Linked DNA regions of Aedes albopictus: region 1 is linked to region 2. The links are chromatin contacts, called in public Hi-C maps. All regions are on one chromosome and are shown on one strand. The core of a region is the stretch at or near the end of the contact, and the rest is flanking DNA. Distances in the headings are between cores, read along the strand shown.

Region 1 (4,661 bases), core at 361-2,860, 220 kb after region 2:
GAAAATGTACTCTCCAGCACAGTGTCTTGCCCCAAGTCTCCAGCATAGTGTCTTGCCCCAAGATAATCAATGTAATCACGATTCCTATGCACGATTACATCGTTTTGATGTAAAATCTTTTGTTCTCATGTGTACATCGTCCAATGTAATATTCATGCAACCGACGTATTGATCGGGTTGCAGCAGTTCAGATGTAATATTACACATTTTTTCTGTGTATTTTGGCAGATTAATTCTATATCACAAAGTTGTTGTGCCCATGTGTGCCAGAAGCTTGGAGCAAGACGCAGTGCTGGAGAGTACATTTCCCTTCACAGAGTTGCTCAGAATTTCTCCGGATTGCTCCCGTTTTTACTAGGATGTTGCCTGATTTATCGCAAAATCAAAACAATATTGCCCGATATCTCACTTTTCTAGCAATTTTAGGAGTATTTCGTCGATTATTGGTGAAAGGAGTTACTTAGAATTTCTAAAAGTTACTCTCGTTTGCACAGTGTCTTTCCCCTAGGCCAGAAGTGTGCCGAATTGTGCCGGCATGTGTGCCGAGAAGTGCCGGCATGTGTGCAGGGCACAATGTGCCGAGTGACCAACCCCTTGAGTCATGCACTAGGTCATGCATAATTTATTTACTATACCATTTCCAATAGCAATCTCATATAATCCATCATCCCAGCAGTGATCAACAGAAATCCGTGAATTCGTCGCTGAAAGTAATCCACTTGTGCATCCGAGTATACCGTTTGTTTCAATATCTGCTGGATCCAGTAGAATGACTGCATTTTCATGGGAAATACAGAGGGATATAAACTGAAAATGAATTAATCTATGGAACAGCACAATAGTTAATCATGAGAAGCTAACCTATCGATTTGTTGCTGCCAAAATCCAAGGTAAAGCAGAGTGCCACACAACGCGTACACAACAGGAAGCAGCATAACCGCAATCACCACAACACTCAAGCCGAACTTGACCAACGCCGGAAGCGGTTTTGCACTCCACGCATCCAACCAAATGAAGAGAACGTCTTGCAGGAAGGGCTTGGCCACGAAGAGAACTTTCTGGTGCCATTTTCCATGATGCCACTGTGGATCGGTAAGAATTTTTAGAAATTCTTAATTATTTCAAAATAATAATTCTTACAATAACGTAAAAATTCTTTCGATTGCTTCTCCAAATGGGCATCCCTACTGATGAACTCCCGAACGAGCGAAGCTTGATCTGCTCGAATTCGCCTTGACGGAGGCTCTCTGAGAGAATAGCGCTTGCGTGAAAACAATTTTTTTTTAACATGGGAAAGGATAGGAGCTGCATTTTCAAATGCTTCTAATTCTTTAAAGAAATTTTTTCAAGCAAAACGTTCTTAATGTTATCGAATGAGATTATGATACGCTATATTATAGACATAACATTGTGATTTAAAAACTTTTGTCTAAAACCAGTTATAATGTAGCTAATTGAAAGTATATTGCAAAACATTAAAACTTTTTTCAATCTGAAGTCCCTAAAATATTTTAGAAGCATTTGAAAATGCAGCTCCTATCCTTTCCCATGTTAAAAAAAAATGATTTCACGCACAGCGCAATTCTCTCAGAGAGCCTCCGTCAAGGCGAATGACTTCGGCCTCGATCTGGATGGTGTTCGTGTGATTTGACCTCGAACTTCTTTTTTCGCGAATCAGCTGATTGTTTACCAACAAAATTTACCTAGAGCTGTCAAAATCAGCGGTACCGTACCGGCACTTTTCGCGAACGTGGAATTTTGTTTTATTTATCGCAGCCGCAGGTACTTTCTTCTGCCTGCTGACGGGATGACGTCGGCGGTTCGGTGGAGTGCTTTTGACGAAGAATTTCGGATTATTTTGTGAGTTTTTTTTTCCGGTCTGGTGCGGAAGTGTGTGGGAATCGTGACGATGCTTGCTGTTCGTCTGGTGCTTGGAAAACGTCGGCCTGCTTTTTCGGTGGGTCTGTTTAGAGGTGTTGCTTCAAAGGCGACGCCGCGAAAATGGACGGCGGGAAAGGTGCTGCTGGGAACGACCGGAAGTATGCTGATGGGTGCCATAGGATACGACGGGGCGGTGAACGAGTTCGAGACGGTGGCCGGGGTGCAGAGATTTGTTCGATCGCTAGCGATTGGGATCAGTATTTCGGTGGATTACACCTGGAGCCTGTGGGGGTTGGACGAGAACGGTCCGAACTACGAGAGGATCATATCCCAGGTACATCAACGGGCGGCGGACAGGATTCTGAATGGTTGTCTAACCAATGGAGGATTGTACATCAAGATAGGCCAGGGTGTGGCCGCCATGAATCACATCATCCCCAAGGAGTATATATCGACCCTGAAGAAGCTAGAGGATAAGTGCCTGCCTCGGAAACCCGGAGAAGTGAGAAAACTTTTTGAACAAGACTTCGGGAAGCCACCGGAGGAGGTGTTCGAAACCTTTGACTACACACCAATTGCTGCCGCCAGTTTGGCACAGGTGTTCCGGGGAACCACCAAAGAAGGCCAACAGGTGGCCATAAAGGTTCAGTATGCGGATTTGAAGAAACGGTTCAATGCCGATCTGAGGACGATTCTGTTTCTGCAAGACTTGATGGCACTGATCCACAAGAGCTACAATTTCGGATGGATCATTCGGGACCTGAGGGGCACGCTCCGTGAGGAGCTGGACTTTATCCACGAAGGACGCAATTCGGAACGCTGTGCTGAAGATCTGCGGAAGCATGACTCCATCTATGTCCCGAAAGTGCTTTGGGATTACACCAATGAGGTAAGTTTTTAAGGGCCGGTAAGCCAGGTTTACCCATATAGTTAAACCTGGTTTAACGCTCAAGCCAGGGTGGAGAAATCGCCCCTGAATGATTTAGCAACTATGAATTCCAGCCATAAAAAGTGTTTGTATGTAGTTGCTAATACCATAGACTTCTAATACCTTTGAAGATATATATCAGGTTATACATTATGCTAATAATTGGTAGCTAACTGCTGTTGACAGGAAACTCTCTTCCAATTCGCTCATTTCCACAAAAAATATCATTGGGAATTTTTCAAGGAATTCCATCGGGAATCCGACTAGTATCTCTTCCGAGAATTCCATCAGGAGTACTACAACTGGCAATACTTCTAGAAATTCCACCGAACATTTCCCAAGGAGTGTCACCGGGAATTCCTCTAGGAGTTACACCAGAAATTTCTCTAGGGTAGGTAATCAAAAGTTGAACCAAATTGCAGCTTTCCAAAGTAGCGCAATTTTTGAATGTTTTTTTCTCCCACATGGAAATAATTTACTACGGCAAAAGCGTATGTACATGAAAGCTACGGGTATGAGCTTTCTGTTAAGTGGTAAAAAGTTTGTATTTGCACCGAATTTAATTGAAAAATTCGATTATTCGTCAACAATGATTTTAATCTTAATTTGAACCATCGTAATCATACTTTGAACCAATTTTAATCTTAATTTGAACTACTGGCGGCAGCAGCTCGAGCGTCTCCCACAACAGCCAATTTCGTGCTGAACAATAGAAAAACACATGGATCAGCTAATTCCCATAACTATTTTTCATTAGGCAGTGGAATTTCAACTAAGAATGTTCTAAACTCTTCAGGAACTTGGAAACTAAATTTGAAATTTTTCATCCCTCAAGAGTAAACAAAACAACCACTAGCGCAGTCTGCAGGCCAACACTGGAAGCTCGACCCCGTTTACTAGTTCAAATTCAGATTACAAATGGTTCAACTTAAGATAACATTCTCCAAGTAAGAATTACTTAAATTTGATAATTTTATGACAAACAATGCGAAATATTATTCGGTTGGTCGATTCTACGATAAATAAGCTTTCATTTGACGTGTTCACATATTGCGTGTGATACAATGCATGAGCTGTACGAGTGCACCGAAAATGTGCTTTCTCTGGGGGGAAATGGGTGAAATCACAATGATTTTTCAATTGCCTGTTTTCCATGACAAAAACGCTTTTTTCAATGCTTTTAAAGTCCATGTTATCAGGTTATATTACGGAAAGCTGTTTAACACCTTTTTCGGGACAATATTTGCCTAAAAAGTACGTCGTTTTAATGAATTTCGAAATGGTTCAAATTAAGATTACAATTTGACTAGTTCAAAGTTTGATTTCTTACCCTAGTAGATCCACCAAGAATTCTGTTTTTTTCCAGGAGTTTTACAGAAAATTACCCTAGGAATTACTTTTTCAGGAGTTTCAACAAAAAAATCTGCAAATTTTTGTTGGAGTTTCGGTGGGAATTTCTCTAAAAGTTTTACCGGTAATTCCTAAAAAAAACACTGGAAAATTTTCCAGGATTGTCATCGGAAATCCCTCAAGATTTGGAACTGCAAGAGCTTTGTTGAAAATTTCTCCCTGCAGTCCTATCAAGAATTTCTGAAACTTCCTCTAGGAAGCGCTCTTTTGGAAGTTCCGTCAAGAATTCTTCCAGAAGTTTCACTAGGAATTATTTCAAAAGTTTCTCCCTAATACTATCTGTTCTAGGAGTTCCTCCGGGAAAATTTTACTTGCAGTCGTTTCCAGAATTCGTCTAGAAGTTCTAGTTCCAGTTTCTCCGACAAATTTTAAAGGAATTCCTTGGATAATTCTTCCGAGAAATACCAGTAGTTCCTCCGCAAAATTATCTCCGGATTTCCTT
Region 2 (5,001 bases), core at 1,261-3,760:
TCGTCGACGGTGCATCCACTTGGATCCGGTACTGTTGAGCAAACCCAGGCCCAAAAAGGGATGTAGAAATTTGTAGAATTCACTCTTGTCAATGTGCTTGGTGCTGGACAGGATTGGCTCGGCTTCGCGAACCCGGATCACATTCAGCACGTACAGTGAGCTATTGAACCAGAACCGATAGGTTCCTCCGTATCGCTTGGGCCACTTGCGGGCCCATTGCCAGGTCGTCGCTGAAATGATCGATAGTTGTTCGAGCAGGTGTTGATAGCTATGCATTCAATGCCCTTTACCTTGATCCATGAAGAGAATCTCACTCAGATTTCCGATGAGTGGCAAACATGGAGGCCCTGGAAATTTGTTGATTGCCCGAAATATACGCCCATTTTTGTCAATTACCTCATACACTAGAAGAACTATTATGATTAGTAGCACAGCAAACCACCAACTTGCCGAGAAATCCATTTAGCTCCACCCTCCAAGACTGATTACACCTAATTGAATTCTACACTGCCGTCGGTTAAAAATATGCATTGCTCTTATCATCTTTCGCGCACAAATGAGTTTATTTATACTGTAGAAATTATGAAAATATTGATAAGCAGACAACACAATATTAATCAATATATTTTCATTGTTACTGTTTGGTCTAGATTTTCTGTTAACAATCATATTCTACGTCTAGCTACACTTTGTATTCGTCTTTCGCTTAGCGAATCGAACCTTGATCGGCGTCTTTGCCCGCAGTACCAGATCTGCCATGAAGATCACCTCTTGCCGCGTAGTCACCGGCAGAATGTGATAGTTGATCAGCAGAGCGCAGAGTACGGTTTTCATCTCTAGCAGAGCGTATTTCTGTCCGATACAGTTCCTAGGACCTGCGCTGAACGGTACGTATGCGTATGGATTCCTCTTGGCGGAGACTTCCGGCAGGAACCTGTCGGGATCAAACCGCTCCGGGTCGGGAAACTGATCCGGATCACGATGCAGATCGTAGATGTGTATGTGTGCGATGGTACCGTGCGGAAAGGTCGTTGAATCTACCGAAAAAATAGAGTTAACGTAACGTGCAGCGGTGGAAGACCAATGATTGAACCTACCAACTTCCAATGGTCCAGACAGATACCGCGAGATGAACGATACTGGAGGATACAACCGAAGTACTTCCTTTACGAATCGATCCAAGTACTTCAGGTTGTTGTAATCTGCTATGGTGAAAGCATCAGCCTCTGATTTGGTACTACGAGCTTCCAAAAGTTCATTGTAAACACGTTGTTGAGCTTCCTGCTCTGTCGCCAGCAACAGAATCGAGAAGATCAATCCGGCTGCCGTTGTGTCATGTCCTTCGAACATAAAGGTGTCCACTTCTTCGCGTATGCCTTCTTCATCTATACCACCGCTTGCTTCGGCCATCAACAGAGTGTTCAACATGGCGTACCGTTGCTTCGATCCGTATCTAGAAAATATGTAGTTCAGATCATCGCTATAAAAATACGATCTGAGCATACATTCCATCTACAGGCACGTTGGAGATCGTCGAATCTTGTATCAACTGCTCACGCTTCTGTCGGATTATGCTTCGGGTGAAGTCATGAATTGGTTCTATTGCATCTTCCAAAGGCTTCTGATACCCCAGTAGGTTGTAGACCCCATCATCGTACAACCACGGAGTCATCGTTCTGTGAACGATCCTTTCACCCACGTCATACACCTGCGATCGATACGTATCTGCTCCATTGTACGAATCCAGCTTAACACCCATCGCCGTTTCTTGATCGAGTTCACTTTAAAATTAGTTTTCTGTTTTCTTACAACAACCAAGCTCAACCTTACCACAGATAGTGTTCAGCGTGAACCTGGTAACGATCGACTGCAGCACGACCTCTTCTCCTGAATCGGCAGGACCATTCAGCAACGTCATCAACTTTTCCGCCTCCTCCTGGAACACCTGCAGAAAGTCGTTCAGGATGCTGAAATGGAATGCCGGGGTCAATATCCTCCGTCGCGCCTGCCACTTGCTACCCTTGCTACACAGCAGCCCATCGCCCATCAACGGCTCCAAGAACCGATACAGTATGCTCTTCCGGGTGTGCTTCGTGCTGGACAGAATTGGCTCCGCTTCGCGAACTCTAATCACATTCAGTATCACGCTTCCGAATATCCACTGCCGATACGATCGCCCATACTTCAGGGCATTCGTTCGCGCATAGTTAAACGTCTGCACCGTATCCTTGATCAACACTTCCAGTAGATTCCCCAACACCGGAAACATCGTTCCACCGGGGTACTCCCGAGCAGCACGGTATCCATCACGTTGCCGCAAATACCACTCGTACAGCGCCAACAACGCGATCAACGTGACGATCACCAACAGGAACATAACTTCCAATCTACCGAACTACGCGAGCCTTTCCGGACTGAGATCGCTGCGCGATCGCCTTTCGTTTATAAATCGCTTGAACTCCCGTACGAAAAAAGGGGCATCGGCGAAGGTTATCGGTGTGGCGGTAGCAAGAAGCCGCCACCGCCGCCACGACCATTAGGTTTAATCGTTTGTTTTCACATTTGACCGATGCCAACGATAAGAAGATGCTCCAGCAAAGCACGTGTGAAAGTGATCTGTAGCGATCAGAGATCTTGATATAGGGTGAGCTCACAGAGTGGGATTTGTTGATGTAAATCATTCTATCACAAAACGATGTTGGACCGAATGGACGTAAAGCAAAAACATTAGTTAGACTAAAATGATCGTTCTCTTGGAGTTTTTCAGAGCTGCTGTCTGACTATCCCTAGGAAGTTATTCCTGGAAGACTGTTTCCCATAGAATATGTGATCGGCGAATGTGATCGGTTGCAGTCCACGTCACCTCAATTAACATCTCATCAATTACTTATCGAGAGCAAAAGACCAACTTGCAGTCAACAGCGTTTTGCGCGAGCTGTACCATGATTACTTTATGAGCTTATATTGTTATAGTGATCCCATTCTGTTGAACTAGGAAAGTAGCAAAGACAACTTTTTCAAGAAGACATGGCTTCTCCTGGCTCCAAGCTTCTTCCGCCGCTGAGTGTCTTTTGCCATCCAGCTCCTTGCTAACCATGACTGTGCCGAAAAAATTACAGGAATTCGTTTACAAATATCTTCAGGAATTTCCTGAAAAAATTCTCATAAGATTGCTTCCGAGATTCGTTCTGAGGTTTCTTCAGGAGTTCCTACAGGGATTTCTTCAAGAACTGCTACGGGGATTCTTCCAGGAGTTCCTCCATGAACTCTTCTTGGAATTACTTCCGGATTTTTTTCCAAGAATTCCATCTGTGATTTCTTTAGTACTTTCTCCTAGGATTTCTTCAGGAACTCTCCCTGGGATTCCACCAGGAATTCCTCTAGAAATTCATCTAGAAATTCCACTAGCGATTCCTCCAGACATCCAGTGATTTTCCAAGGAATTCCTTCAAGGATTCCACCAAGAATTCCTTCCAGAATTGCTGTAGAGATTCTTCCAAGAATTCCTTCCAGAATTCCTGTAGAGATTCCTCCAAGGATTCCTCCGGGAATTTATCCAGGCATTCTTCCAGTAATTCTGCTTTCTCCAGAAATTCATTAAGGGATTCCTCCAAGAATTTCTTCAGGAATTTGTACAGTCAGTGTTTCTGAAATTCTTCCTGGGTTTCCACCGGGAATTCCTTCAGAGATTGCTTCTGGAATTCTTGCAGAAATTCCTCCAGAAATTCATCCAGGATCTCCTCTAGCGATTCCTCCAGGCATCCAGTGATTTTTCAAGGAATTACTCTAAGAATTCCTTCAAGCATTCCTGTAGAGATTCCTTCGGGAATTTATCCAGGCATTCCGGCAGGAATTCTGCCAAGTATTCCTCAAAGATTTTCTCCAGGAGTTCTACCCAGGGATTTCTCTAAGGATTCCTTAACGGATTCATCCAAGAACTCCTCCAAGGATTCTTTCTGGAATTCATCCAGGCATTCCTCCAGGGACTTCTACAAGAATTCCTCCAGAAATTCTTTCAGGGATTCCTCTAGAGATTCCCCCAGGAATTCCTCCAGAAATTCCTAGGAATTCCTCTGCGGATTTCTCCACGAATTCCTTCTAGAATTCCTCCTAGGATTTTTTCAGGAATTCTCCCTGGGATTCCACCGGGAATTTCTCTAGAAATTTATCTAGCGATTCTTCCAGGCATCCAGTGATTTTTCAAGGAATTCCTCCAAGGATTTTACCAGGAATTCCTTCAAAATTCCTCTTGTTCTTTTTCCAAGGATTCCGTCCATAATTCCTGTAGATATTTATCCAGGGTTTCCTCCGGGAATATATCTAAGCATTGTTCCAGAAATTCTGCCAACTTTTCCGCAAGGTATTTCTTCAGGAGTTCTTCCAGGGATTCCTCCAGAAATTTCTCTAGGATTTCATCCAGGAACACTTTCAGGGACTCCTCCAAGAATTCCTCCAGGAATTTGTCAGGAAATTCTTTCAGGATTTTTTACAGGGATTCCTCCGGGAATTCAGCTAGGGCTTCCTCCAGGATTTCAACCAGGATTTCCTCCAAAAATTCCTTCAGGAAATCCTCTTGGGATTCCTCCAGGAATTTCTCTTTCAGGGATTCCTCTAGATATTCCTCCAGAGGTTATCCAGAAATTCTTTCATGCATTCGATCTGGAATTGGGTTCTTAAGGGATACAAAGATTTTCTCCAGGAGTTCAACCAGGGATTTCTCTAAAGATTCCTTAACGGATTCCTCCAGGAATTCTTTCTGGAATTCCTCCAGGCACTCCTCCAGGGACTAATACAAGAATTCCACCAGGAATTTGTTCAGGAATTCTTCCAGAAAATTTTGCAGGGATTCCTTCAGGAAATCAGCCAGGCATTCCTCCAGGAATTCCTCTAGAAATGTTTTCAGGGATTCCTCTAGAGATTCCCCCAGGGATTCCTCCAGAAATTTCTCCAGGATTTCAACCAGGAATTCCTCTAGGGATTCCTCCAAGAATTCCTCCTGGA

The links. A called contact is a pair of places that touch in the nucleus more often than the background predicts.
Region 1: a contact with region 2 is called in a Hi-C map of whole body, with 9 times the contacts expected there. The contact joins the promoter of LOC115269193 here to the promoter of LOC109418973 in region 2. A contact is called at or near these places in 3 of 3 Hi-C or Micro-C datasets (embryo, whole body and whole pupa).

Annotation. Positions count from the first base shown.
Region 1 is chr2:457,055,904-457,060,564 of AalbF5, forward strand. LOC115269193 reads right to left here and starts at 1,611. Exons shown (of 3, transcript XM_029877612.2): 1 at 1,141-1,611; 2 at 862-1,082; 3 at 616-807. The coding sequence starts at 1,311. The coding sequence ends at 630. All of the region lies in intron 2 of LOC109397934 (transmembrane emp24 domain-containing protein 5), which reads right to left. LOC109418972 reads left to right here and starts at 1,626. Exons shown (of 3, transcript XM_029877712.2): 1 at 1,626-2,770. The coding sequence starts at 1,910.
Region 2 is chr2:456,833,958-456,838,958 of AalbF5, forward strand. It overlaps LOC109418973, which reads right to left and starts at 2,511. Exons shown (of 8, transcript XM_029877711.2): 1 at 1,831-2,511; 2 at 1,506-1,767; 3 at 1,098-1,453; 4 at 684-1,037; 5 at 291-464; 6 at 1-230. The coding sequence starts at 2,377. The region is part of intron 2 of LOC109397934 (transmembrane emp24 domain-containing protein 5); the gene reads right to left.